6 separate regions of the Mus musculus genome follow, and regions 1, 2, 3, 5 and 6 are each linked to region 4. The links are chromatin contacts, called in public HiCAR-type, HiChIP or PLAC-seq and promoter capture Hi-C maps. All regions are on one chromosome and are shown on one strand. Each heading gives the region's core, a stretch centred on a gene start, on an enhancer-like site or on the middle of the called end of the contact. The rest is flanking DNA. Distances are from core to core; before and after follow the strand shown.

What was found. Promoter capture Hi-C pulls out the DNA fragments that hold promoters and counts their contacts. HiCAR-type assays count read pairs that join an accessible place to other places. HiChIP or PLAC-seq counts read pairs in DNA pulled down with a chosen protein or histone mark.
Region 1: a FOXA1 HiChIP or PLAC-seq map of pancreatic cancer cells shows a contact between it and region 4. The contact joins the enhancer-like site here to the promoter of Pyroxd1 in region 4. A contact is called at or near these places in 3 of 39 promoter capture datasets (the 3T3-L1 cell line, 3T3-L1-derived adipocytes and the C10 cell line), 2 of 115 datasets of contacts at active chromatin or transcription factors (astrocytes and pancreatic cancer cells) and 1 of 9 other capture datasets (liver).
Region 2: a contact with region 4 is called in a promoter capture Hi-C map of pre-B cells. The contact joins the promoter of Plekha5 here to the promoter of Pyroxd1 in region 4. A contact is called at or near these places in 2 of 39 promoter capture datasets (the 3T3-L1 cell line and pre-B cells), 1 of 484 Hi-C or Micro-C datasets (pre-B cells), 2 of 115 datasets of contacts at active chromatin or transcription factors (astrocytes and microglia) and 1 of 9 other capture datasets (liver).
Region 3: a promoter capture Hi-C map of pre-B cells shows a contact between it and region 4, with 4 times the contacts expected there. The contact joins the enhancer-like site here to the promoter of Pyroxd1 in region 4. A contact is called at or near these places in 6 of 39 promoter capture datasets (the 3T3-L1 cell line, 3T3-L1-derived adipocytes, the C10 cell line and 3 more) and 1 of 115 datasets of contacts at active chromatin or transcription factors (astrocytes).
Region 5: a contact with region 4 is called in a promoter capture Hi-C map of pre-B cells, with 14 times the contacts expected there. The contact joins the promoter of Aebp2 here to the promoter of Pyroxd1 in region 4. A contact is called at or near these places in 6 of 39 promoter capture datasets (the 3T3-L1 cell line, the C10 cell line, hippocampal neurons and 2 more), 3 of 484 Hi-C or Micro-C datasets (B cells, CD4 T cells and pre-B cells), 5 of 115 datasets of contacts at active chromatin or transcription factors (bone marrow-derived dendritic cells, large pre-B cells, pancreatic cancer cells and 2 more) and 2 of 9 other capture datasets (adipose tissue and liver).
Region 6: a HiCAR-type map of astrocytes shows a contact between it and region 4, with 7 times the contacts expected there. The contact joins the enhancer-like site here to the promoter of Pyroxd1 in region 4. A contact is called at or near these places in 3 of 39 promoter capture datasets (3T3-L1-derived adipocytes, the C10 cell line and liver), 1 of 115 datasets of contacts at active chromatin or transcription factors (astrocytes) and 1 of 9 other capture datasets (adipose tissue).

Annotation. Positions count from the first base shown.
Region 1 is chr6:140,464,447-140,467,840 of GRCm38.p6, forward strand. The region is part of intron 3 of Plekha5 (pleckstrin homology domain containing, family A member 5); the gene reads left to right. Among named protein-coding and RNA genes, the nearest start is that of Plekha5, 42 kb to the left of the region's middle. Within about 2 kb of position 2,040, at least 76 of the 459 cell types and tissues checked have an H3K27ac peak or open chromatin away from gene starts, as enhancers often do. A contact at or near this core is called in pancreatic cancer cells, where this site is marked.
Region 2 is chr6:140,422,379-140,425,933 of GRCm38.p6, forward strand. Plekha5 (pleckstrin homology domain containing, family A member 5) reads left to right here and starts at 1,721. Exons shown (of 31, transcript NM_144920.3): 1 at 1,721-1,878; 2 at 1,999-2,078. The coding sequence starts at 1,787.
Region 3 is chr6:140,558,567-140,562,428 of GRCm38.p6, forward strand. All of the region lies in intron 15 of Plekha5 (pleckstrin homology domain containing, family A member 5), which reads left to right. Among named protein-coding and RNA genes, the nearest start is that of Aebp2, 63 kb to the right of the region's middle. Within about 2 kb of position 2,340, at least 62 of the 459 cell types and tissues checked have an H3K27ac peak or open chromatin away from gene starts, as enhancers often do.
Region 4 is chr6:142,343,497-142,347,146 of GRCm38.p6, forward strand. Pyroxd1 (pyridine nucleotide-disulphide oxidoreductase domain 1) reads left to right here and starts at 2,201. Exons shown (of 12, transcript NM_183165.3): 1 at 2,201-2,311. The coding sequence starts at 2,237.
Region 5 is chr6:140,622,226-140,625,991 of GRCm38.p6, forward strand. It overlaps Aebp2 (AE binding protein 2), which reads left to right and starts at 1,277. Exons shown (of 8, transcript NM_001005605.2): 1 at 1,277-2,119. The coding sequence starts at 1,470.
Region 6 is chr6:140,648,189-140,651,520 of GRCm38.p6, forward strand. It overlaps Aebp2 (AE binding protein 2), which reads left to right. Exons shown (of 8, transcript NM_001005605.2): 8 at 2,568-3,332. The coding sequence ends at 2,598. Among named protein-coding and RNA genes, the nearest start is that of Aebp2, 26 kb to the left of the region's middle. Within about 2 kb of position 1,768, at least 2 of the 459 cell types and tissues checked have an H3K27ac peak or open chromatin away from gene starts, as enhancers often do.

The DNA.
Region 1 (3,394 bases), core at 790-3,289, 1.9 Mb before region 4:
ACCCGTAACTAGGAACCAGACCATAACTGCTCAAGACCAAACAGGCCACCGTGGCTCACTAGCACATGCAGGTGTGTGAGGCACAGTTCCTTCCCAGTGCTGTGGGTCATGAACACAGACCCTCTAGAAGCCCCGCACACCAACCACCATTCTCTCAGGTGGTGTTCTCGAGGCGTGGCATCTGTAGACATGTTGAATGGGCCGCAGGCTTTGGGGTTGAGTGCTGGTCCGTTGTTCTTCCCTGCATCTTGCAGGGCTCTTTGTACCTGGGCAAAAGAAGGAGAAAATTATAGCCAAGGTGGCTGCTGATTTCCTCTCTAGCTCATAGCAGTTTGTCACATTTACTAAACTTCCTGTTTCCCCAGGGGTTTTCAGCCCCTACCCATTAGAAGAAGAAAATGGTCTTCACAGAAAAGTATGCTCCTTTCTTGGAGCCAGGCACAAGTAAGGATGAAGCGAGACTGATGCTAGCACCAGCCCTTCCACAGGAATGCTTCGCATTAGCAATAAGACCTCAGAAATGCAAAGTCGCTGTTGGAAGCTGCTGTGTTCCGTGACTGACTCCAAGGAACATGAGGCAGAAGAAGAGTAGGCCTGCTGTAGCCTCAAGTGAGATGTGTGACTCCCAGTGATCCGCCCGACCATGTACACAGCACCATGCATTGTCTGCTGAGAGGCCCAGTGCATTCTCAGCCATCACAAATCAGATATTTAATTTTTAAGTGTTAGAAATGTAAATTTTTCACCTTTCATTCCCATAAACAGAACCTACAGTTGCTATAGCAGCGATTTTTTTTTCCCCACCTACATGAAATTTGAGTTTGAGACAATTATTTTCTCACAGATTTTCAAAGTGTAAAATGAATACACATAGCCATTGCAGCTCAGGAATAATTCCTCAGATGCAAAGTGATTTGTTCTCCATGAGTGAAGCCTGAAAACTCACCCACAGTCCAGTTTGACAGAAGGAGACTTCATGGCGATACAGGGACTGAAGAGCACAAGTGTAGAGAGGCCCAGCCTTCGTCCAGCACCAGAAGAGAAGCATTGGCTCTCAGGGACCAGCTATTCATTAGCTGGTTAGTTGGTCTCTGTTGACTACTTAGAGAACGATTATCATTCGGTGGCCCTAAGGAAGAAGCTTTGCACTTAACTTTTGGTGGTGTTTGATAATGTCGTCTTTTGAAAGCACTCAGCAGTCACTGAGCCCGAACTCTGCCATGCCTCCGTTGTTGCCTCCATGGTACATTTCAGTTGGCAGTGGGGAACAATCAGACCTGTGCCAAATGGTGCTAGTGTGCTTTCATCCATTGTAACTTGCAGGTGCATGTTTAACTCAGAAAGTAATAATTAGTGACTTCTCAGAAAGTATGGATTTTGCCTTTGCTGTGGTGGGCGTTTGTTCCATCATCAATGCCTCTGACTCGAGCAGTGCCCATCATCAGCTTATGTGTGACTAATGGCAGGCCTGCCTTGATGGGCCGACTGTGGGGATGCAAGCTTTGCAAACCAGCAGAACCTTCCTTACAGCAACTCAGGTTGTGACGTGCTTTGTGTGACGTGGTGTGTCATGGTTGGGTTTTAAAAATTGTGAACACTCACCTTCAACCCTAAGAGCTGTCTACTGCCCAAGTTACCATCTCATCGTGTGCTGTGTGCCTTTTAGGAAAGTGTGGGGAGGGTGCTGCTGGCACTCCACGGGCTTGGGATGGAGTGTGCACAGAAAGATGGGTGTGGCTCCTATCTCTGTGTTACACTTTGTTCACAATTCATTGTTCTCTGGTTAAATACAACAGAAAAAGCTGAAACCAGAGATGTGTCCTGTCATTGAGTTAAATACAGGTATATTCAGGGATTATTGAGCCCTGGCCAGGTCAAGAAAGAAACTCAGTACCTAATACACAGCTGGAGAGCGGGGCCCTGTGAAGTGCAGCCTGGCCTTGGTTTCCATAGTGAAACAATAAAAATGTGCTGTGTCATAAAACACAGAACAGTAACAAGCACCTTTGGAGGACTCAGTGGCTTTCGTGGGTGACGTCGCTCTCTCCTGGTCATGAAGTGGAAGGGCTGAGGCTGCACTCTGCCTTCCTTCCTCTCCGGCTCACTGGGTGTTGGTTTCCTCACCCCTGTGACAGAATTCTAGGTAAAATATCAGTGTATTGCTTTCTTTAAAAGGAAAGTAAATGTAGTTACTTATTAATAGGGAGTGGCAACTTTATATATGTTCTATGTTAGTCACATTTATTGAACTCTAGAAGTCTACGAGATTATTGGTTCACTCTGCTTGGGAACAAGAAACCAAATACTTAGAATAAAGAAGAGGGGAATCTTACATTTGTAATATTTTAATTACAGGCAGAGTTGCCTCTCAGAAATCTGATGACTCACACATGATTACATTACATTTTAAAACAAGACATTTAGTTCTTTTGCACTGAGAAATCTGTTTCACAGGTTGATTTTTTTTTTATATGAAGATAGTTATTTTATACAAGTGCAGTCACTCCCAAATGCTTTTTTTATTCTTCTAGTCTATGCTTTAGTGGGGGAGCCCCCATGTAGCCTACCAATTATATAAATCGCGTATGTTACACTCATAAGAGAAGGCAAGTGAGGCACCATATGACCTCAGTCTCCTGAACTTAGCACATGACTAAGCACTGTAAAGGAACCTGAGAAACAGCTGAAGTAAAGAACCGAGGACGGGTTAATTATAAATGCGTGGTGACAGATTTTCCCTCTGGCCTCTGGCGCAGAGGTGGGATTGTTACACTACTTATAGGCAAGTTAATGTCAAGGCAGTTGACATTTAGCCTCTTATTTATAAGAACTCAATATGGACAGCTCATTTTCATGAAAGTTAAATACAGAGAAAAAATGTGGAATGGATAGAATGAAACAAAAATATAATGAAATGTGTCATTAGTTGATTTGAGACCCATACATACACAGTGGAGGTTATATACCTTGCTCTTACACCTGGTTGTACACACAGTGGAAGTTATGTCACTTGTTCTTCTATCGTTCAGTGATCCAGTGATGTTTGAAAGTGTGCAGTCTCTGAGGTCATCAGGAAATCTCAACTATTAGCTTGGAGAGTCACTGTGTGTGCTGGACAAGTGCAGAAGGGCTTAGCTGTTGAACATAGACTTGAAATCACTGTTAGATGGAAGTTAGTACTTTGAAAGACTAGGCCGTTCAACTGTAATCACAGGCATTTTCATTCTCCAATTACTTCGTAGGTTTGTGGAGAGACTCTTGCTTCTTTCACAGGGGCTCACTCTTGGGGCTGAGGCATGGAAAGTCTGGGGTTCTTCATATACAATAGTAAGACTGTGAGGCTTGGTTTGTGGAGTGATTGTGAAATGAGTTTTACATTGGCAGCAAGCAGCTA
Region 2 (3,555 bases), core at 471-2,970, 1.9 Mb before region 4:
ATAGAAGCCGAGCACAGCACACAGTCAACGTATAGACTTCTCGGTGGTATGCAAACATCCAAATCCCTCAGCAGGACTACCAAGCACTAGATTCATAAGCTATTGTGGCATTTGGGAGACTTTTAAGTTTGTAATGATAACAGAGAGTCAACAGCTCTTCTTATACTTGCTGTGCTGTGCCAGTGACCACTGATGCTAATGTGGGACATTTCCTGCCAGCTATTCATTGATTAAAAAAAAAAAAAAGTCATATTTTCCAGAGACTGGGTAGGAGATAAGATGTCAAAAAGTAATAAGGACTGAAATGAGGGAGCAGAATACAAACGAACCCAAAAGAGAAAACATTACAGCGATGGTATTTTTTTTTCCTCCTGTATATGCAGATGGACAGGAAAATTATAGCAGTAATTGCAGTCTCCGTTTCACCAGAGACGTATGGCCTTGGGGAATCAGGAGATAGGAGGAAAAGCCAATGAAAATGCACGCTCATCAGGAGCTTTGGCCAAGGGCATTCACCCTCCCTGTGCCTTGGTTTCCTTAAAGGTTGAAAAGCATCATTTACTTATTTCAGTTACTTGGGAAGATGAATGAGAGAATGCCTCAGAAGCATCCAAACTGGTCAGGGAAAAAAAAAAAAAAGGTGCTTCGAGAATGCCAAGTTGTACTGTTATTATTGAACTGTGTTTCCTCTGGGATGAGTCATTTGCTGCAAAGCCATGGAGACAATTCCAAGAGTGATGATGAAGGACCAGGGGCAGTAAGGAGCAAGCATAGCGCTCTTTACTGGTGCAAGGGAGGTCTTACTAGCAGTGAACCCTTCCTTTGTTCAAAGGACAAGGGGGCCGGGGGTGCCAAGGCATTAAAAATACTATACAGCAACGTATTCATTCGAGTAGACTCTTGGAAATCTATAGGCGATTTGAATTCAGACTTTGCCATTTTTCACCATAACCCTGGGCACAATCACCTTTGTTCCTTTACGTTTCTTTGCCCCTCTCAGTGAAACGGAGACAATCATAGTTCGAAGGGATTTAAATGTCCACCACCCCAAGGACTCCGTAAAGTTAAGTTGCCCTTGTAATAAATGAGAGAGATTGGGAGCCTAGAAATTCACGTTGATAATCAAGTGCATCTTTTTTAAGAAAGGAAAAGGCAAGTTTTTATTTTCTAAACTATTATATGGCTCAGAAGCTTAGAAAGGAAAAAAAAAAAACCACCAGTAACAAAAAGACCTTAAGTCTGAATCAGTCCCATTTCAGTGGTCCGAGCTCACTCGCGGACCCTCCTTTATTTGGCACGCCACACACCAGAAAAGCCTTTCCCAAAAGCAGTTTTCCATTTCAACGCCCGGCGTCTCCCAGAGAAGCCCCGGGCTAGGCAGGCAGTAGCTGATTCAAAACCTCACAGGTTCGGAGCCCAGCCCTCCGGGCGGGCGCCGGCGGGACCCGACCCCGGAACCTTCGCGCGGCGCGGGCGGGGCACGGGGGAGGGCTTTGGCGGGGGCGCGGCGCCGCTTCGCCCAGCCTCCGAGCGAGCGAGCGAGCGAGCGCAGCGCGGGCCGGCGGCCGGCCGCGGAGGATGCCGAGGGGCGGCGACGCAGGCCGGACTCAGCCGGGGCGGCGGGGAGGGCGCCGCCCGAGGGGGTAGGGCGGCCGCGGGGGCGCGCTCGGGCCGGGCCGCGCGCCCTGCGCTCCTTTCGCTCGCTCGCTCGCTCGCTCGCTCGCGCCCTCCTTCCTCAGCGGCGGCGGCAGCACAAGGCGGCGGCGGCGGCGGCCGGGGAGCAGACATGGCGGCCGACCTGAACCTGGAGTGGATCTGCTCGCTGCCGCGCTCCTGGACGTACGGGATCACTAGGGGCGGCCGCGTCTTCTTCATCAAGTGAGCGGGCGGGGGAGGCGCCGCCGGGCGGCTGGGGGGAGCGGTGGGAGCGAGCGGGCCGGGGGCCCCCGTGGGTCGCCCCTCGCGCCGCTCAGCGCCTGTCCCTTCTCTTCCCTGCAGCGAGGAGGCCAAGAGCACCACCTGGCTACACCCGGTCACCGGCGAGGCCGTGGTCACCGGGCACCGGCGGCAGAGCACAGGTAGGGCCGGCCGGGGCTGCGGCTCCGGGCCACCTGGCGGGGTTGGAGGGGCTCCGGGCTCCGCGCGACTGAGTCCCGGGGCGCCTATTCTTCTCCGCCTTTTCATCAGCGCTTGGAGACGGCGCCCTCTTCCTGGCGCCCTGGTCCCCATCCTTTCCCGGACGCCCCCCGAGGATGGGCGACGCCCCTCTACCCCGGATCGCCCCCGTCTCCGCCTCCAGCACCCTTTAGGAAGTCCTCACCCGCTCCCCTTTGCTCCCCGCATCCCAGCACCCCTGCGGTGAGACGGTCCCGCATCCTCGCCCTGCTCCCCAGAGAACTGCTTTCTGCCAAGCAGCTTCCTCCTCCACCACCTCCTACTTCTCCTAAGTGGGACTGTGGGTAGGTGACTGATGGAAGAGTTAGGGGTGCTGCGGTGCCCCCCCACCATGTGATCCAAACACCGGTGAGTCCCCTCCTGCTACCCGAGTAGCCGCTGGAGTTAGGACGCTGGAGCGGGCGCCGCAGCCAGTGATCCCGGCTCAAAAGTCCCCGGTAGCCGCAGCCAAGCTCCACGTACCACCAGCAGGCGGTGGGCGAGCCAGGGCGGTCCCGCGTGGGGGGCCTTCGGGCCCCAGTTCCACGAGGAAATGCATCTCGGGTTGCTTTGATAGCTTTCTTGAATGTTTAGCATGAGTTGAGCTGGAGGAGGGCTTGTGGTGGTTTCAGTGCTGGTCTGGCTTTCTTTTGTCATTCTTTGTTTACATTCACCCAACTTGTTTGCCTGAAACGTAACGTGAGTTCTCATACTGGCCCGCCTCTATTCCGGGTGACTGCAAAGGCTTGAGAACAGTTGGGTCGAAGGTGAGGCCCAGTTCTGTCTCTCCCTCTGGGTACTTTTCTCGCCAGCTCCGAGGTTCTGAGGATCTCCTATTAAAGTTGCCAGAAGGGTGAACAAACCTGCCTTTTCTGCTAAACGCTGGAGTTCAGTGAAGTGACTAATAATGTGTCCAAATTTGCACAAGTGTGGAGGAGGAAAGGGAAGGCTGCTGTAGCAGGCATGATGAGGTTACATTTTTAGGGCATTTCTGACTAATAAACCGTCATGTTTCCTAACTCTCTGCACTCTTTAGCTTCAGCCTGTTTACTGTACGCATTTGCAACTTTGATAGCCTCGTTACCCTTGTGGATATGGGCACGTTTATTTCATGGAAGACAATATAGGGTTAAAAGAATTTAGCCCAAATGTTTTATGGCATTATCTCAGGCCTATTTTGATTACGTATGACACGAATGTCTTCGAATTACCCTCACAGATTAAAAAATAGCAGTCACATGCCGGAAATATTTTATTCTATGATGTGATTTCGCATTTATCTATTTATTTATTCTTGTTTGATTTACTTTGCTTGGGCTCCCGTTCTGTGCACACATGTGTGCCTTTTCATTCTGGAGATGCTGTGATTAAATCCAAAGCTCTTGTCATCATAAGTGGCAC
Region 3 (3,862 bases), core at 1,090-3,589, 1.8 Mb before region 4:
AAAATTTTATGATAATGGGAATAATTACAGAAATGATGTTCTGAGTGATATTTTGCATTTAAATATACTACTTCTGATAGCATTTGGCCATTTTAAATAACAGTTAGAATGTAAAAGTTTTGACAAACAGAAGTGCATCTGTATGAAAGTGCGTAGAGCCTTGTAACCCCTTGGAGCTGGACAGCTGGCTCCTGAGTAAAGCGCTTGCTGTGAGAGGATGCAGGCTCCCCAGGGCCCACACAGGAGCCCAGCAGCATGGCACACACCCATAATCCCAGCCAATCCCAGAGCAGTCTGGTCAGCCAGCCTAGCAAAACCAGCAGGCCTCAGGTCCCACTGGATCTCCAAACAGAAAGACAGAAGCCATGGTGCTCCTGAGAGAGAACACACTTGGCCCCTGACTAGCTATGCATACACCACCCACAAAAGGTTATCTAAAGAAAACTCTTCTGACATACACTTAAAATTTGTTCGTAGCAATGTATTGAAATTAAATTTTTTGAACTGCACTGTGCATTGTATGTAACTATCGCTGTACTGTACAGTACGTAAAAATAATTATGATAATTTTAGTTTAGTAGAACTTCCCATTCAGCTCAAACCTTTCCAGCTGTCTCTTGTTGCTGCCAGTAACCTGTCTGAGATGACCAGGCCTGTTGTTTTTGCAGGCATTATTAGAAGTCCAGGATTTATAGATTGACTCATCAGTTTTATAGAACCACATATTAGAGCAGATCAGAGGAAGATGCTCTGGGTAAATTTCAAAGTCAAAGGCATGTGTGTGCTGGCTTCTCTCCCTCTCTGCTCCTCCTCCGTCTCCCCACTCACAAACATTAAATAAAAGGAGGCGATGCAGCCTTCCTCTGGCCTTCTGTAGGTGCCACAGTCACCCACAGGAAAACCTTCCTTCCTGTAGATTGTGTTCATTTCTAACATCAGTCGTGGAAAGTAGAATCAGAAGATGCCCTGAGTGCTAGCCCTTTTCTGCTGCCACTGGCATGCCACAGCAGGTGAAGCATGCAGGGCTGGTGCGTCACACACTCGGGCTGAAGATTGACTTCTGCTCCTCATAGCTTGAGCACGAGAGCATGGTTTCTCGATGCCACCTCTCATGACAAGTGATTACTGAAGTGACTTTTAAAACCAGTGCAAGCCTTCAGTCCCAGCACTTGGGAGGCTTAAAGTGTCAGGGTCTTGGAAGATACATATCATGAGTTGTAGGCCTGCTGGACTACAGACTTAGACCCTGTCTCACAAAAGCAAAACATAAATAAGAGTAGCTGTACACTTCTGTAGGAGGATTTCTGCTTTATTCTGTACTACACTGTCATAGATTGTTTAAATAGCTAGTCCACTACTTGTAGTCTGTATTTTTGATGATATCTTGTTTATTCTTTTGAGAATTCCATATGTGTTTATATTGTATTTTAATCATGTCCACTCCCCCAGGTTCCCTACAACACTCCTCCCTCCCAGTTTCATGCCCCCTTTCCCATAATGCATTGGGTCCCATCAGTGCTGCCTGTTCATCTCGTTTGTTTCTTTCCACGTTTCCTTTGTGACGTCCCTGTTAGTGATGAAGAGCAAGGAAGAGGGTCAGTGAATTCCGCAGTGACCTCAGCGATGCTCCAGCCTCTGTCTGCTGAGTTATGGGATTTAGAGGCGTGCCCCGCCATTGCCCAAACTAGTCTTAGGGCCTAGAAAGTTGATATCTTCTTGTACCTTGCTGCAAAGAATAAATAATCTTGTACCAATCTTTTTCACTCCTTTAGTCTCATATAGCCAAGCAAACTTTGATTCTCCCACAATCTGGTTTTTTGCTGTTTTATAGGGGGGTTCTGTGTGTGTGTGTGTGTGTGTGTGTGAGAGAGAGAGAGAGAGACACTGTCTGTCTGTCTTCCCTCTCTCTCTCTCTCCCTCCTCTATCACCTCTCTCCCTTTTTCCCCTCTCTTCCTCCCTTGGTCTCTCCAGAGCCCATGACAGACCAAAGTATGGATAGTATATAGGGTAAAAAGTCTAAGCTCACTTCTGGGTTTTGAAAACCCACCAGTCCACACCTCCCCGTCCCTCCCTCCCTGCCCCCGCCCCTTATCTCTCCCCCTCAACCCCCCCACACCCCCACCACACCCCTGTATAAAGTCTGTCTCCTGCTCAGTTCCCTGCTGCTTTTCACCCAGAGGCAACCATCCTCCCGTGTCTTTCTCAATAAATGTCCTGTGTGAGGTTTGTGCAGTCTGACCTTGTAGTATTTCTTGGCTCCCTATTGCCAGGATACCATTCCTTCCAGAGCTGATCCTGGGGAAACAGCCCTCAGAGCTGTACCATTTCTGTTGGAGAAACTTCATAGTAACAGTAAAGATACCACTGAAGTCCAATTTGATGAGTCAATGCATTTTAGTGTTACAGGAATATGGGTGAGGGGCTACTTCCGGGAGCCGAAGTGTCTCAAAGACAGCTGCATCACCCCAGCTTGAGGGACATCTCACAAAATCTTGGAACCTGGAGCTTACCACAAAGCCTACAGGTAGCTCAACAAGTTGAGTGTCCTTTCCACATGCCACTTCCGGGCAGCTCAGCTTGTTTCTGTTGCATCCAAGCAGCTCAGAGAGGCCTTTGCAACGTGGCTCCTCTGAGACAGACTCATCTTTTAGTGATTCACTGGCAGGGAAGGGTAGGGTAAACCTGGTCAGTTTGGGGGACTTCCTCACACTGCTTCAGTTGTTTACCTCTGTTTAAAGAGCTCTCCCTTAGGATGGAAGGTTTCCCTCTGGGTGGAAACTGTTACACAACACTCCCTCCTCCTTCCTCGTTTCCTCCCCTCTCTCCTTTTCCCCACCCACTCTCTCTCTCTTTCTCTTTCCTTTTTCTCTTTCTCTTTCTCTTTCTCTTTCTTTCTCCCTCTCCCTCTCCCCTTCCCTTGCTGTCCTCCCATCTCCAGCGTATTTAACCTTGGAAGTTGAAGCCCAGACAGTTCTTGACTAGAATAGGACATCATAATGGCAGAATTCTAAGGAAACTGACTAGATACCAGGTTCATTCGCATTCTGAGCAGAGACTTAATACCCACTTGTCAGTCCTCTGATCTGGTAACCCGGCCTGCCCGGTGCCTACATGATCGTAGTGATCGTAGTGGTTGTGGCTGATAGATCTGGTCCTTGTTGATACCTGTCTCACCTGTCTTAACCTTAACACCAAAGCTCCTTTCCCTCACATTCTCTCAGCTATGATGAGTTCATCTCCTCAGCTCTCTGCTAGTTACTGTGTTCTTTCATGTTTCTGCCAGAAAGCAGAGCTTGTAGTGTGACCTTCCTTGATGTGGGCTTATTTGCAAGTCGTTCACCTTGGGAAATGATACCAAGGTGAGAACAAAGAGTGACAGAGAATGACAACCACGGGTTCCCTAGGCCTCACATTAAATCTTGACAAATGAACAGAAACTCAGGAAATTATTCCCAGTTCACAGGAGAATTACCCAGGAGAACCTAGGGCTACCCCTAAGACTGGCTGCCACTGCCCTGAGGCAGTGTTTGCATACATAAGCACTGGTGGGCTCTCACTCACATGCAGGGGACTTAGGCACTGGCTGCATTCTCATACAGGGTGCATAAGGTCCATGACTGCCGGGTGGGTCTCACGTTAGAACAAGATTAGCTGAGAAGATGTGGAGAGGGAGAGCCTTGCATTCTGGAGTTTTAATAGTGTGTTTTAGTTAGTTCTCCAGCACAGGCCCACCGTTTCCAAAGTGAGCTTTTCATCTGTAGCTCTCATATTGGGCAAAAACACTAAAAGCAAAAAGTGGAATCCTCAGGACGGTGAGTCATTCTGGCCAAGGGCGTTTTAGAGCTGTCTGCCATGACTGAG
Region 4 (3,650 bases), core at 951-3,450:
TATTACATGTTATTATATGTTTTGTTCTCATTTATTCCTCTCAACACATATTTTTCTAACTAAAATACTTTTATTTTTTAATATTTATTCATTTTTAGGGGTATGTATTAAACAACTGAGCATGTGTACTTCTTAAGAAAACTAACAAAGATCTGGAGAGATAGCTCAGTAGGTTTGGAACACTAGCTGTTCTTCCAGAGCATCCAGAACCCACATGGCAGCTCAGAATCATCTCCAATTTCAGGCAAGCAAATGCCCTCTTCTGGCCTCTGCTGGTACTGCATGCACATGATATTAATAATTTTATATATATGCAAAACATCCATACACATAAGATAATACAAATTGAGGGATTTTCTTTAGCAGCATACCAATATACTTTTTTTTTTGGTTTTTCGAAACGATTTCTCTGTGTAGCCCTGGCTGTCCTGGAAGACCTGTCTGTAGACCAGCCTGGCCTTGAACTCAGAAATCTGCCTGCCTCTTTATCCCAAGTGCTAGGATTAAAGGCGTGTGCCACCACTGCCCAGCTACAAGTATGCTTTTATTTTTACAAAGACTGTTTTTATATTTTGCATATGAGTGTTTTGCCTGAATGCATGCCTGTGTGTCATGTGTGTGCGGTGCCTATGAAGATCATATATATATATAAATATATATATATATATATATATATATATATATATTTAAGATACTAGGTAGGTGATAGATAGATGATATATATGTGTCATTTAAATATGTCATATATTTAAAATACTTTTTTGCTGTTTCGCTTTAAAGTCCAAAAGGCCTACTTATTCTTTTTATTCTTGACCATCCCTTCACTGTTTTGTTATTGTTTTTTTTTTATGTTCTAAAGTAAAACAGCAAATGGTGAATGGATACAGTTTGAATATTAGTTAATATTTCTATTTATGTTGATGAGTAACATGTCCAACAGAAGTTCTAACTATGATAAACAAATGAATCAGGTGTGTTTACATGTGGGTATTACAAATAGAACTATTTTACTGAGATCACCAACCACTGAAGTCACCAGAAATAGTAGCTGGGGTCGTGTCAAGGAGCTTACGACTTTGGTGTAGTTGGGATGAAGTAAAGCAGGGTAGGTTTAAACTCATAAGATGTTTTTGGGCTACATAGAGGCAACTCCTTTCTCCATTTTACAGTTATTAAAGTTATTGATGAGGAGCGGCAGCTTATTGAGGGAAAGGAGTTGCAAAAAGCTGACGTTGTGTGTGCTAAGAAAAGAAAGAAAGCAGCGGTGTCATTCAAAGCTGAGGAGCAAATGGTCTCCTGTAAAACGATGAAGCAGTGTATATCTATAATGAGATATAGAGTCCCTGTTACCCAGATTGGCCATCCTCAGAGTTTAAAGAATTAAAGAGGCATCAATAAATACCAGTGTTAGACAGAGACGATTAAAAAAGGCCTTAATATTAAAATCAAACCGCCAAGCGAGACAATCCACAAGGGCACAAAGATTAACAGCAAGGTAAGAGAGGATACTGCAGAGGAAAGAGGTGAAAACAACTCAGCCATTTCTGAACGCCATTCCTCAGGCAAATGAACACTAGGAAACTATAACTGTTAAGAAATGCTATGTTTTTGCACCTGTACATTTTTACTGAGCTCAGAATTGGAAGTTAGAGGCTAACTTCTTCAACTATTCAACAGTATTTGATTGTCATAAAGATGTCATAAAGAATGAGTTTTCAAAGGCCGGGCATGGTGGCGCACGCCTTTAATCCCAGGACTCGGGAGGCAGAGGCAGGCGGATTTCTGAGTTCGAGGCCAGCCTGGTCTACAAAGTGAGTTCCAGGACAGCCAGGGCTATACAGAGAAACCCTGTCTCGCAAAAAACAAAAACAAAAACAAAAAGAATGAGTTTTCACAATATCCCATTGCTATGTGAAGGGCAGCAATCGAGACTATTCCAGAGGATTCGAGTTCTTCCCCTACAGAATAAGAAGAGGCTCGCATGAAAGTCCCCTAAGGCAGGGGCAACCAGAGTTCAAGATGTGGGCGTGGTAACAGCCGGAAAGTCTGCCTCCAGATTTTCAAACGCAAAACACGTGGGAAATACTCATACGGACTAAGTGTGAGCTTCCGGGCACCCGTAGTCCAATGTCAATGGCCCGAGCGCCGGAAGTGATTTGTGGGCAGCGTCTCTTCCGGGTAGAAAATAGCTGGAACTTTCACCAGTGTTCAGTCTGCCGCCAGCCCCCGGGGAACTATGGAGGCCCCGCGACCGGCAGGGACATTCGTGGTGGTAGGAGGTGGCATCGCTGGCGTCACGTGTGCCGAGCAGGTTCGTGGGCGCGTGCTCCGCCCCTTCTGGACCCTGTTGTCGTGGTTACGGGAGATTGCGGCGGGCGGCACCGCTTCGCGGGTCGCTCTTCCGGCTTTTCCCCACGCCCACTCGGCGGCGCCGCTGGTGGGGAGGCTGCGCAGAGCCCCGTTGTAGCGTTTGGGGCCAGGAGTAGACAGTGCCTAATTAGCTAGGAATCCAAAATCGAACCAGACTCCGGGTGGAATAGTGTGCCAGTGGGCAGGAGACCTTGGCGTTTGGACAGAAAATTCTCCCACTTTTCAGATTTCCTTCACACATGAAATTTAGTTTCTTGATAAGTGCCACGACGTTAATAAATAATTTCAACGTTACCTTGAACTCCAAAGATAAAATTTCATGTCTAGCAGAAGTTTGGGGCAAAGGACTACAGATGAGGAAATTCTAATCATGATAAACAAATGAATCAGATGTGTTTACATGTGCGTATTACAGAAAAGAACTATTTTGTTGCGATCACCAACCGCTGAAGTCACCAGAAATAGTAGCAGGAAGTGTTTTTTGAGTTGTTAAACTTGGGTGGTGCAGCTCCTGTTTATCCATCAAAGAGTTCATATTCCAAGTCACGTCATCACTGTGTTACCTTAATCTTAGGAGTTACTGGTAGGAGTGAATTAAGGTAAGGGGTAATTAACTTCTCTTAATGTGTAAAGATTACCAAATAGAGAAGAAAAACATACTCCACAGTGTAGCCTTCATGGGAAGAAAGCATGACTTAAATTGCAAGCAGAGAAGCTGATAAGAGACAGAAGCAAGGAAGACTGCCAGAGTTCAGACCACATAGGTTGATACGACTTGCTGTGTTTAATGAAAGTCTGCAAATAGATGGTTTCGAGTTAGGGGTGAAAGCTTTGTAAATTTGATTAGCTACAGTGTGTGTGTTAAGGGCAAATGGTCGACAGCTGTGTGAAGCAGGAAGCTAACCTGTAGATAGTTCTCAGGAGTATTAAGTTTTGAGAACTTGATCCAACAAGAAATGTACAAGATAGATTACAGAATATGAAGAGGAAACAAAGGCAGAGAGTGGTCAGATATAGGACATTCAAATAGGTTGAGTCACAGGACTGTTGTATGGCCTGAGGGCGTGGGGTTGAGGGTGCTGAGCTTCGTGGGACATGAGCAGGGACATGGGACAGGCAGTGGAACAGAATCCAAGATGAGCAAACGACCACCCCCCTCCGGAGTGTAGGGAAAAGGTAGAAATCGTGAAACTGCTGCATGTTAAGTCTTTGTGTTTTGTTAAGCTAAGGTTCAAATGGCTCTGTCTTCCCTGAGTATGTACTAGTCAGAGAGGGAGTGT
Region 5 (3,766 bases), core at 27-2,526, 1.7 Mb before region 4:
ACATGTTGTTTCTTTTATTATGTTTATTTTTTAAATTAGGGCAGTGAATTCTAGAAACATGAAAATACTCCACCTGGGGGATCTCTCTCTCTCTCTCTCTTTGTGTGTGAAGATCTACTAAGAATGAATGAGGGAATGCTCTCTGAGACTGCTTCCCCACTCCAGAGCATCAGATGTGCCCCGGAGTCAGGGTGTGATGTGGGCTGCTCACCAGCCTTCCTCATAAACTCCAGGTCTTTATTTTACAAAAAGCTTATTTACAAAGCATTCCCTTACCGAGAAGTTCAGGAAGATGCAATGCTTCCCTAGCTGTAAAGGGAAGGTTTGACTCTTGCCTGGGGATAGGGAGGAGCCTTTCATTAGTAGGAGTAGTAACCTCTTCCCTGCTTTCTTCTTCACACCCTCCCTTTTTGTGAGGCAGGATTTCAGTTTGGCCTGGAACTCGCTATATAGATCAGGCTGGCCTCGGAATCTCGGAGACCCTCCTGCCTCGGCCACCCTAGGGCTGGGGTTAAAGGTGTGCCTTTTAGGTGAGGTACCTGTGTGCACCACCCACCAGACTGGGAGGGAGGCCGGGAGATGTGGTCAGAGCTGCTGGGATTAGACAGTTGTGAGCCGCCTTGTGGGTGCTGCAAACCGACCGCCGGCTCCTCTGGAAGAGCGGTTAGAGCCCTCAACGGCCAGCGCTACACCCCAAGAACTCAGCCTGCCTACAAGTGTCACCCCAGATTTTATTAGAAGCTCCAGGACTTAAAACCTGCGAGGATCTCGAGCCAAAGCAACGCCCGCCTCGTCTGAGCTGCCCTCCTTGGGTCATTGGGACATCGGGACAGGTAAGCAAGCCTGGCTTGCGAGTCAAGCCTCTGCCTCCGCGGTGTGGACATCGGCTCGGCGCTTCAAAAACAAAAAACAAAAAAAAACCGATTTATCGAACTTTCTGCACATGTCTGAGACCTGTCTTTTGAGTATGGCAAGCGCTCAGACGGCCAGACACTTGCTCCACTTACGGCTTCCTTCTACAGGACACCACCTCCCCCGCAAACCACACACACACACTCTCTCTCTCTCTCTCTCTCTCTCTCTCTCTCTCTCTCTCTCTCTCTCTGAGCCGATGCTTCTCCTTCTCTCTGTAGAAGTCCAGGGCTGTGAAAATCCCCACCGACTTCGGGTTTCGAGGGCTCGTCCCGCCTCCGCCCGGAGCGGGAAGGCGTGGGAAGGCCCAAAGAAACTCTGGAGGGGCGGGGCCGCCGCGGCGCGCAGGCGCGCTGCCTCCTCCGCGTGAGTGCGCGCGTTCCGGCGCGTGTCCCCGCGCGGGCTCCGTAGCGCGTGTGCAGCCTGACGCAGCCCCGCGGGCCCTCCTCCCGCTCTGCGGCGGCCGCGCGGAGTTTGGGGCGTGCGGGCGCGGAGCGGGGGGTGGCGGGGGCGAGGAGGCGGCGGCGAGAGGAGGCGGAGGAGCAGCAGGCGCCGCCATGGCCGCCGCGCTCGCCGACATGGCCGACCTGGAGGAGCTCTCCCGCCTCAGCCCGCTGTCCCCCGGCAGCCCCGGGCCCGCGGCGCGCGGCCGGGCCGAGCCGCCGGAGGAAGAGGAGGAGGAGGATGACGAGGAGGCGGAGGCAGAGGCGGTGGCCGCGCTGCTGTTGAACGGGGGAGCGGGCGGCGGCGCGGGGGGCGGCGAGGCGGAGACCATGTCGGAGCCGAGCCCCGAGAGCGCCAGCCAGGCGGGCGGGGACGAGGACGAGGACGAGGAGGACGACGAGGACGAGGGCAGCAGCAGCGGCGGCGCGGAGGAGGAGAGCAGCGCCGAGAGCCTGGTGGGCAGCAGCAGCGGCGGCTGCAGCGGCGACGAGACGCGCTCGCTGAGCCCGGGCGCGGCGAGCAGCAGCAGCGGCGATGGGGACGGGAAGGAGGGCCTGGAGGAGCCCAAGGGACCGCGGGGCGGCCCGGGCGGCCCGGGCAGCAGCGGTGGCGGTAGCAGCAGCAGTAGCGTGGTGTCGAGCGGCGGCGACGAGGGCTACGGCACCGGGGGAGGCGGGAGCAGCGCGACCTCCGGGGGCCGGCGGGGCAGCCTGGAGATGTCGTCCGACGGGGAGCCGCTGAGCCGCATGGACTCGGAGGACAGGTCAGTGCGCCGCCAAGGGGACCCTTCCCGGACCTCGACGAGGGGGACTCAGGGGACTTCTTCCTGATTCGAGGGGACTCTGCGTGGATCCCGTCTAGGGGACTCCTCCCGGACCCCACAGAGGGGACCTAGGGGACTCCTCTTGGACTCCATTGAGCTGACTTCCTTGCCCGATCCCCTCCCATCTCCTGGACCCTTTGGCCCAGCGCGGGGCGGGGGGCGGGGGGGACCCTTCTAGCAGCGATCCCTTGCTCTGTAGATTCCCGGGCTCCGCCGAGGGGACCGAGGGGACTTTCTCGCCGCAGTCCTTTCCGTTTCTTGCTTCTCCTTCCCTGCCCCGCCCGCCTGCCCACCTTGGGAACGGCTTCGCCGGAATCTCCCCTGCCCCAGACTCTGGGACCCCAGACCTGGGGACTTTCTCTCCGGGATCTCCCGCCCCCTGATTCTCAGCCCCTCCCCCCCAGATCTCAACTTGGAAATCCCGGGCGGCCGCCGCGCCCCTCTTGCCGCTGAGCGGCTTCCAACTCCTCACCATCCCCCCTCAACTCTCCTTTCCCCACCCTCCTTTCCTCGGCGCGCGGTTCTCCTTTCGGATCGAAGGACGACTCTGTCCCGGAGACAGCCCCCCCAAAATGGCCCAGACGCCCCAGCCGAGCTCCAGAGGCCCTTGATGTACACCTCGGTACACAAGGTTAGCTTCGTGCATCGGTGTTCGGGAACACTTGTCAGAACTGCAATTGACAAGTGTTTTCCAATATGGCTGGTCTCCTGGAACTCACAGAACTAACTTGTGCAGGGAGGAGACCCCCACCCCTGGCTTTGCTTTACTTTTAAAAAGAACTGCTGGTCCGTTATGTGTAATCTCTGCTTCTCAGATCCCTCACATCTGTCAGTTATATCATCTCAGGGGATTTGAGTTTTGGTCATCAAATCTGAGGGACCAAGTTTAAAACACAGAAAGAGCATTGTGGAAAGGAACAGTAGATTTGAATTGATGTCCTTTACAGTTGCTTTGCTGAATCGGAAATAATTGGGAGTCACAAGATACAGGCGTGCAGGTTTAAAAAAGTAGACTGTGGCTTACAAAAGCACCATTATATATACAGTGGTACTAAGATGTGGGAGTCACATCCCCCGTGGTGACTTTTTTTTTGCAGTCATGTATGGGGAGGTATCTGGAGTAATTGCCACTGTTCTAGATAGTACATTTAAGAAATGTATGTTTTGGTTGCTGCTCTAATTTTTGATTGTAAAATTTCATAATCGAAGTTGATTTTTAATCCAAAGAACCTCATGCTTAATGTTCCTAAGGTACATTAGCATTTACTTTTGACCACCTGCTAGTTTTTGAAGATTAGAATTTATAAGTCAATAGTGATTTCTCACCGTGGGTTGTGTTTGGGGTTAGGGGGAAGGGTGTCGGCCTAATATAACCCAGTTGCTCTTTCTTGAGAATTCAACCTTACCTACCTTCGCCCCTCACCACGGCATCCTTGGACTTTGCTTTGGTTTGAAGTTACAGCACCCTGAGGTCTTTAGGGATTCTGGTTGCCAACAAAGATGAGCGCATTCCTAGTCAGTGATAAGGGATGAGCAAAGATGAGCACGTTCCTAGTCAGTGATAGGGACTGCCTGGAAAAACCTCAG
Region 6 (3,332 bases), core at 518-3,017, 1.7 Mb before region 4:
AATCTTTATCTAAAATGCTGGATTTTGTCTTGATTTTGCCTAGACATGATTAATTGAACATCTTTCATCAGAGCATTCAGAACCATGTTGCTCTAAAGGCTTCAGAACATAGATTTCTGGGCTTGGGACAAGCAACTTGTGCTAGATATTTCTTTCCAATAGCTTTCTTGGGTGGTGCATGGGTTGTGGGGCTGTGTCATCAGTGCTGCCTCACTGCCTCTGTGTCAGACTCTGTGGGCCTGGAAAGAAATGGAGTGTGTTGTGTATGCCCGGTACTCCACTCACATTCTCCCCAGACTGAGCCCAAGAGAGGTTTAAGTAGCTTTGTGCTTGTTAACTATTTCCTAGTCTCAATTCTTTTATTTTTCTTGTTTGTTTTTTCAAGACAGGGTTTCTCTGTGTAGCCCTGGCTGTCCTGGAACTCACTCTGTAGACCAGACTGGCCTCGGACTTAGAAATTCTCCTGCCTCTGCCTCCCAAGTGCTGGGATTAAAGGTGTGCGCCATCACTGCCTGGCCCTAGTCTCATTTCTCAGCTTCTCTGACCTGGCAGTTTCAGACTGTGGTTCAAAGAAGTTCTCGGAAGTTCAAAAAAAATTCTTGGGAATTTTTCTTAGCTGATATACAACAATAGCAGCCTCTCTGGGACTACTCTCTCTGCATATATCATAACTGCAGTAGGGTGTTCATTTCCTGCTGTGTGGCCCATATAACAGACTAGTGACTAAGAAGGTACTCAGCCTTATACTTTTAGGTTGACATTGTAATTTAATATATTTCTTGTTAGAGTGGGTTGGCCAGCAGTAAGATGATATTGACAGATCACCAGATAGATTAGCCATCATGAGGTTAGCTAATTCGGAGATGGGTAGGGTGGAGTAGTGGTGATCAAAACTTGGGGTGCTTATGCCAGTCAGGGGTCCCACCAACTAATTTGTGTCTCTGTCCCTACAAGCTCCATTTGTAGGAATCAAGCTCTTTGAAAGGTCCTGTTCCTCCTGTGACTAAGGTGTTTAAAATGCCATTCAGTGTATCAGGATTTCTGTTTGAGACATTGTTCTGAGAGCAAAGTGCTAACATTCATGGGCCTTGCAATGAGGGAACATTGAGACTCTTGATCGTCCTTACTAAAATAGCCTTTGTGGGAAGTGAGTGATACATGCAGTGAAACTTATTCTTTGATAGATGGAATAAGATTGAGAAATCATACTAAGAATATGGGAAAGTCATACTTTGAAAGCTGAGTGTTATTTATTTGATGGTGCTTCACTTAGATTTGATCCTACTTCTCTCTGGGGAGGTAATGGAAACTAGGAGAGCTCTGTTGTGGGAGAGCTTGTCTGCATTAGGACTTTTAGGACTGTACCTTCAGAGTTAACAGCTGGATGAGCACCCATGCCTGTGTTCGCCGTCCTCTTCCCTCATCCTTTCCCACATCAACTTATTGTTGTGTGTTGTGCTTTTTTTTTGGGGGGGGGTTTGAGACAGGGTTTCTCTGTGTAGCCCTGGCTGTCCTGGAACCCACTCTGTAGATCAGGCTGGCCTCGAACTCAGAAATTCACCTGCCCCTGCCTCCCAAGTGCTGAGATTAAAGGCGTGCGCCACCACGTCCTGCTCGTGTGTTGTGCTTTATAGAAAACACTTTACATGTGTTAGGGAAAGGGATTTAAAGTAGTCTTCACACTTAGATTTGATTGTTCAGAAATACTCATGGAAACCAGGCTGACTGGATCAAGATACATAAGTGTCTTCTTGGGAAATGAGGTTTTTTTTTTTTGTGTACCCAGGCTGTCCTGGGCTCCACCCCTTCAGCCTCCTGAGTGCTCAGCTTACAGACATGCATGCCTCATGAATATATTAAAGCAACTAGCCGAGAAGAAACAACTCTGGACCTTAGCACTGAACTTTGTCTTTGGGGCTTTTCTTCTGAAAGTTGGAATTGAGAGAACTGGAAGTCTGTGGGATAGTAATAAAGGCTTGATTGTCTTGGTGTGAGATCAGGGCTTAACTTGCTGGATTTTGACCAGAAAAAGTTATTCCTTCCAACTTGTGTTTTTTGAGGAATAATTTATTGATTATTATATATAAAATTATATATATGTCAAAATGAAAGTATGACTGTTCTACTGAAAGTGTACACTTCACTTCCAAATGTGACTAAAAAGAGCATTTATTTGAAGTATAAACATACCTTTAAAAATAGTTGAAAATACATTTTAGACGTGGAACTCTTGATAATAGAAATAATTATCAGATTTTTTTTAAAAATTAAAAATGATGTAAATTCTTCTCATTCTATCTGTATGTTTTAGGATAATTACTTTTGCTCTCAGTATATCTGTTTCCTGAGACAGGTTTGTCTGTGTTGCCCCAGCTGTCCTTGAACTCCCAGACTCAAGCATTCCCCTGCCTCAGTCTTCAGCAGTTGGGACTGAAGGCACACATCCACACTTGGAAATCACCTCATGTGATAGTCTGTCACCATCACTATTTTCAATTCTACAAGTATTTTTAATATTTTGAAGTGTTTGATTCAACTGAATAAAGAACTTTTCTTTTTCTTTCTAGAACAATGCCGCAGAAGAGGTTGAAGAGGTAAAACATTCATAAATACATAAAAGCAAACACGCGGGGACACCTGCAGTCTTAGTCACTGACAATGGGCTTAGGGAAAGTTGCACATTACAGTCAACCCCTTCCTTCCTCCTTTACTTTAAGTCCAGTATTTAGAGTACTATTTATGGCTAGTGTGGACATTCTGTGAGTGAAGGAGGTCTTCTGTGGAATATATTAATATATACTGCAGTCCACATGGCATGGAATGGCGCTGTGGGAGACTGCGCAGACACTCTCTGGCAACTCAGTGGAACAGCTTCTGAAAAGGCTTTGCATGCTCGCTGCTTAAGCTGCTTTTTTTCTTCCCCCCTAGTGATTACAGTAGTTTTATTGGAGAGACAAACAATTGCCCTTAAAAACACCAAAAGCACTGTAAGATAACCATCTTGACAGTGTGTATTGATTTGAAGTCCTGATAGAAAATATTTAGACAGTGGAGATTATCAAAAGATAACTAACCTTTCAGTTATGATAAATAGATGTGATTGGTTGCCATTTGTGTTCTTTTGCAGAACTCTGATAAGAAAAATGTTCAATTTGTATTTAAGCAAACAGTGAACGACATTTGCAATCAACTAAAAATTCGTCTATCGAATTAGGTCTGAGAATCACTGTTAAAGAGTATTGCCGTGTGTCTGGTGGCTCCCTTTTCAGGACTAGGGTCTCTCTCTCTCTCTCATGGGGACAGCGTGTTAATATTTACCTACATAACTCTTT